Regions from separate parts of the Callithrix jacchus genome. Here region 2 is linked to region 1. Evidence: chromatin contacts called from public Hi-C data. All regions are on one chromosome and are shown on one strand. The core of a region is the stretch at or near the end of the contact, and the rest is flanking DNA. Distances in the headings are between cores, read along the strand shown.

Region 1 (2,981 bases), core at 132-2,631:
GGCAGACCCTGTCCCAGCACTCTGCTCTGCAGCTGGGACAGGACCTGCCTGTGGCAGGAGAAAGCATACAACTGAGTGCTCACTTGGAAGTCAAAGAACCTCTGGAGGCTGCTTCCTACCTAACACCAGGGCATCTCCCCAGCTGCCTAGGGGAAGCAGGATTCAGAGATTACTAAGATAGCACATCTGCAAATATGTGCAGTCTAAATTAAGAGAGAGGGGCAAGGGACAGGAGCCCGCTAGGAAGTGTGACACAATTATGGGATCTTTGAGTCATCGAGGCATCTGCTTCTGGGCTGCAATTTCAACACAGCAAGATCTCCCCAGAAACACCCTCCAGTGCCTGGGACCCAGGACAGGCTCTGTGCAAAGCATAGGCAAGGACAGGGGCCACTCTCCTCCCTGGTGACAGAAGCCCTCCGAAGCCCAGGACACTCACCTTTACAGGCTGCGGGGTAGCCGCGATGATGGGTGGGTGGCTCTGTACAGGCTGGGGAGCTGGAGCAGGTGGGGGTTGTGGCTGAGGGGGCACCGGCGGGGGCGTCTGCAGTGGCTGGGGAGGCACCACCGTCATGACAGGGGTCTGGACGATGAGGTCTGGGGTGACAGCAGGGAAGGGGTGAGGTGTGGCCTGTACAGGAGGAGGATTCGGCTGAGGGGTCTGGGTCTGCGGAGGAGTTGATGCTTGAGTTGTGTTTGGTATTGTGGAAACGCCAGGTTTTGCTGTCCCTACGAATCATAGTAAGACAGGGAGTTAGAGGCCATGCTAACATCCACATGCTGACTTTGTAGGGATATACACCACACACAGTGAATGCACATCTCTGTGTTTCGTTTATTTGCCTGAGAGACGAACATCCCAGACTCCACTTTGCCAAACCCGTCCACCTGTCCCTGGGGCTCTGAGAATAGTGGAAAACTGCACTTCCATTTACTAAGGCGTCAGGGCTGCAACTCCCAACTCAGGCACAAAGACCCCTTCATGAAGCCTGGAGGCCTGGGCTCAAGGAGCAGGAAACATACACTGACTGTGGACAGAGAGCGGGAAAACGCTTCTCCAAGCTTCCAGGCACAGCTGCCCTTGTTCCCAGAAGCGCTGCTTTCTGAGTAAGAGCTTCTGGCAGGGAGCCGGCAGTAGCCACCCTGGCCAAGGTTTCTGCAAACTGGCAGGCCCCTACCTCCCGGAGCCACAAGGGACAGCTGGACTGTTGACCTTCATGACTGGCTCAGGCGCTGCCTCCTAGCAGCTGTGCAGGGACTCCAAACACACAATGGTCACATGGCCCACCCAACCAGCTCCAAAAAATGAGGGGTTATGGCCAGAGCACTAAGAGTGGGCGGACCAGGGAGCCAGTGTCTAGGAGCATGACCTGGGGTCACCACATCCTTCGTGTGCATGTTGGCTACCAAGAAAACAGAGAAAGACACCCAGCGCCTACATGTGCAGGCTAAAGCAGCACCCATGTTCCAGGTGCATCTCAAGGAGCAAGGGTGAGATTCTGCTGAGTTTCCCAATTCTCCTCCCCCAGGCACAACTCCTGGGCTTCTCCCAGACTGGAACAGGAGGTGCCACCATGTCTGGCCAGCATTCAGCCCAAACCCCTGGTCCCAGGGAGCAAGGACCAATATCCTCATGTAAGGATAAGGGATGTGACTTTCATGAGGATCAGGGATGTGACCTGATATGTATAACAGCCACAGGGTGACAAGTGAGACTAGTTCTCCTTGGGTACCCTTGGGTGCAGCAGGGGACATAGCAACCCCCTTTCTGCCATCACTTCAAAACAGAGTGGGAGACCAGGTGAAAGGCTGCTGCTCAGAGAAGCAAACAACTCACACTCAGGGAACACCTTGCAAATGTCACCCTTCTGCAGCATGGAACTGCAAAGGACAAGATGTAGACAGCAGCTGCTGGAGAGTTTCCTAGACAGAATCATTTCCTAGTGGGTAGCTCTGCCAGCTGGCCCCTGGAAACCTGTGTCAGTTGAGGGGTAGTGACAAGCAGAGATGGACAAGGAGGGCTTTCATTTCAGACAACTGAGCATCAGAAGCAGGGATGGCTCTGATACCAGTGCATCAAGGTAATTCCAATGACAAACCTCAAGGTTTAAAACTGAGATGTTACTTAAAATGATTTCTGGTCATGTTAATGTCCTTAAAATGGAAAAGCAAAAATCATCCACAACCCTGGCAGGGTGAAGCATTCAAACAACATCAAAGTGTTTGGACAAGTTACAATTTCTTTTTATCGTTAAGTCCATCACCTACCCTCAAAAAAGGCAGGGCCCAATTATTTATGCTTACAAAAGGCCACAGGCCCACATGACCCTGTGGGATCCAGCACTGAACCAGCTGGATTGAATCCAGCATCCAATCCCACTATGTCCAAACACCAACAGGGCCTGTAGTATGTAATGTCACCATCTTCCTCCCACTCCCAGCTCCCCACCGAACTTGGAAAAGGGACAAAGGTCAGGAAGAAAGCCAATTTACTTGCTATTTCAGTACTCTACCTGCTTCTTTCCTCCCACGTCCTCTTCCTTTTGCCTGTACTATCATGATCTCAGTTTCTTCTGTGGGTAGTTCGTTTATTTTTTGCAAGAAGAGCTTCTCCAGAGCTTCTGCCATTAAGACTATGTCATCTCCAGGCTGGATAAGGAGACACATGGGCAGAGTCAGAGGGCCCTCCCCTCCCCACCTCCACAGACAGGGCACCCCATGCCGCCCCCTGCCCCAAAGCATGAAGCGTCGTATTCCAGGTCCTTCCCCGATCTGCACCCAAAGGAGCCACAATGGCTACACTACCAGGTATCACAGAGGCTTGTGTTCCCACAGGTGTGCTGAGCCTACACTTGTCTACCTACACCTCCCTCATGTTTTAAGCTCTGACCTGTCTGAGAAGCCATCCTAATGCCTTAAGCATCTGCCAAGCTCAGCCGATCACTGAAAGGGGCCCTCCTTTGACACAATTCAGTTTCACC
Region 2 (2,715 bases), core at 90-2,589, 67 kb after region 1:
CAAGCGTGGTCTTGAGCAAAAGGCAGGTCAGTCACCCAACTGAAGCACATGACTCATGCACGGGCCTGAAGTATTTACACAGTCCACTACACCAGATGGGGGTTTCCCATCTTCATGAAAGGCCAAGCCTTGGTGGCATCTCAGCCGGTGAAGGCAAGCCATTTCCGTTTGGGAGGAAGGGGATCATTTTATTTCGCTGAATCACAACTCCCCTACGTCCCCACCCCAAACCACCACCACAGCCACACACGACACTGCAAATAAAAGAGGCCGTTGCAAGGACGCCGGCGAGCACCGACGGAGCAAAACAAAGCGCCCAGCAAGGGGCCACCAGGCTGGGAGTGGGTGCGTCAGGAGGGCCAAGTTCATCCCCCCAGGGCACCGCTCCCGCCCTCTGGGGTCTGTCCTCAGACCGGCATGAAGTGGCAATCACCTCCTTCCGGAGAGAACCTGGCCCTTTCTCCACAGGGCTCCCGGGACCACCGGGAAGGTGAGGTGATGGGGGCGGGGGCGAGGTGCCCCGGTCCAGGCAAAAGGACCTGAGTGCTAGAGTGAGAGCGCGTCGGGCCCGCGCCCGCCTACGGGACCGCACACGGGGACAGCGGCGCTCGCGGGCCCCGCGCCAGGCCCGGACTTACCCGGGCCGGGCGCGCCGCAAATCCCGCGGCAGTCGCTTCCTCCTCCTCCTCCGCCTCCTCCTCCTCCTCCTCACTTGACAAAATGGCGGCGGCAGGAAGTGCCGGGCGCCTCGGCCCGCCCCCAACCCGCCCCCGGTCGCCCGCCCAGCCGCGGCGCCCGCGCCCTCAGCCCGAACCCCACCGGCCAGCCCGAGTCCGGGTCCGACGGCACCAACGGCGGGGCGGCCACGAGCGACCCCGCCGCCCTGAGGCAAGCGACGCAGGCCGTCCTGGCCCGGCGCGAGAAGCGCGGGTGGCCAGCAGGCCCGAGCCCGCGTAGCCCCGGCCTCCCCGCCCCCGCGCCGCGCCGATGGCGTAGGTGGCGGCGCACCGGCCCCATTACGCAATGCAGGTTACGCGGGCCGCGCCGCGAGCCCCCGCCGGCCGCCCCGCGCCGTCCGCCGCCCCGAACGGCACCAGTCCTCACCTGAGACGCTAGGCCGCACGCCGCCCCCGCCGGCCGTCAGCCCGCTGCCGTCGCCCGCTCCCCGGGCTGCCTGAGCGGCGCCGCGGCCCGCCCGCCGCTCCGCCGAGCTCACAGGCCGCGCTCGCCCGCGGGCACTGCCGGCAGCCGCCGTCGCCGCCGCCGCCACCGCTTCGGCTCTTCGGCTGCGGGAGAGCAGAACAAACAGCCCTGCCGCCGCCGCCGCCGCCGCCGCCGCCGCCAGCGCACTGACGTCACCGCGCACGCTGCGCGCGCGCCTCGCGCCGCTGCCGCCGCCCGTTGTGCGCACCCCGCCCCCGTGCCCAGCGCGAACGAGCTCCGGAAAAACAGTGGCTGCGAGGTGAGTGGGGGACCCCCAGTCTGAACGATGAAGCGGGCTGGGGGAAACGCGCGGAGTGCAGACTGGGCCTGTGGGAAAGGATCTGAAGCCTGAGAGAGATCTCCAAAATACTGAGAAATGTCTGAAGACAGACCCTCACAGGGAGGGAGGACGGTGAGGAGGAACCCCAAAGACTCATGGTGGAGGCGGAGGACAGAGCCCAGTCTGAGGGAGGACTCCAGGTGGGGAGGCTGAGACGAGAGAGCTGCGATGGGGGCGCCGGGGCTGGGGTGAAATGGAGGAAAGGAGATGAGAGAAGTCTGCAAGCAAGGCCAAGACTGCCCCTGGGATCTAAAGGTGCAGCGAGGTAGCACCTTTCCTCTTTTATATCCCCCTGCTGACCTTCTTCCAATCTACCCTTTTTCTTTTTTAAAGTGACATGGTCTTGCTCTGTCCCCCAGGCTGGAGTGCAGTGGTACGATCAAAGTTAACTGCAGCCTCAAGCGATCCTCCTGCTTCAGCTTCCCAGGTAGCTGAGACTACAGGTGTGCACCACCACACCCAGCTAACTATTTTTTGTAAAGACGGGGTCTCACTATGTTGCTCCGGCTGGTCTCTGTCTCGTGGGCTCAAGTGATCCTTCTGCCTCGGCTTCCCAAAGTGCTGGGATTACAGGCATGAGCCACCACACCCTGCTCTTCCCATCCTTAAGACTCAACCCTGTGATCCCAGGAATGGTGGCTCAGGCCTGTAATCCTAGCGCTTTGGGAGGCCTAGGCAGGCAGATGGCTTGAGGCCAGGGGTTGGAGAACCTTGCCTCTACTAAAAATACAAAAATTAACCTGGTGTGGTGGTGCATGCCTGTACTCCCAGCTACTCAGGAGGCTAAGGCAGGAGAATCACTTTAACCTGGCAGGCAGAGGTTGTGCAGTGAGCCGAGATCATGCCACTGCACTCTAGCCTGGGCGACAGAGCGAGATTCTGTCTCAAAAAAAGAAAAGCCCAGCGCGGTGGCTCGCGACTGTAATCCCAGCAGTTTGGGATGCTGAGGTGGGTGGATCATGAGATCATACCAACTAATGCTATGAAACCCCATCTCTACTAAAAATAGAAAAAAATTAGCCGGGTGTGATGGTGCACCCCTATAGTCCCAGGTACTCTGGAGGCTGAGGCAGGAAAATCAATTGAACCTGGGAGGCAGAGGTTGCAGTGAGCCGAGATTGTGCCACTGCACTCTCTAGCCTGGGTGACAGATCAAGACTCTCTATTAAAAA

What was found. A called contact is a pair of places that touch in the nucleus more often than the background predicts.
Region 2: a Hi-C map of skeletal muscle shows a contact between it and region 1, with 2.3 times the contacts expected there. The contact joins the promoter of BRD4 here to the enhancer-like site in region 1. A contact is called at or near these places in 2 of 3 Hi-C or Micro-C datasets (induced pluripotent stem cells and skeletal muscle).

The regions. Positions count from the first base shown.
Region 1 is chr22:13,972,425-13,975,405 of calJac240_pri, forward strand. It overlaps BRD4 (bromodomain containing 4), which reads right to left. Exons shown (of 19, transcript XM_078358978.1): 4 at 2,514-2,649; 5 at 440-729. Among named protein-coding and RNA genes, the nearest start is that of EPHX3, 32 kb to the left of the region's middle. Within about 2 kb of position 1,382, at least 4 of the 16 cell types and tissues checked have an H3K27ac peak or open chromatin away from gene starts, as enhancers often do. A contact at or near this core is called in skeletal muscle, where this site is marked.
Region 2 is chr22:14,039,522-14,042,236 of calJac240_pri, forward strand. BRD4 (bromodomain containing 4) reads right to left here and starts at 1,340. Exons shown (of 19, transcript XM_078358978.1): 1 at 1,105-1,340. LOC144580721 (a long non-coding RNA gene) reads left to right here and starts at 1,406. Exons shown (of 2, transcript XR_013530736.1): 1 at 1,406-2,715.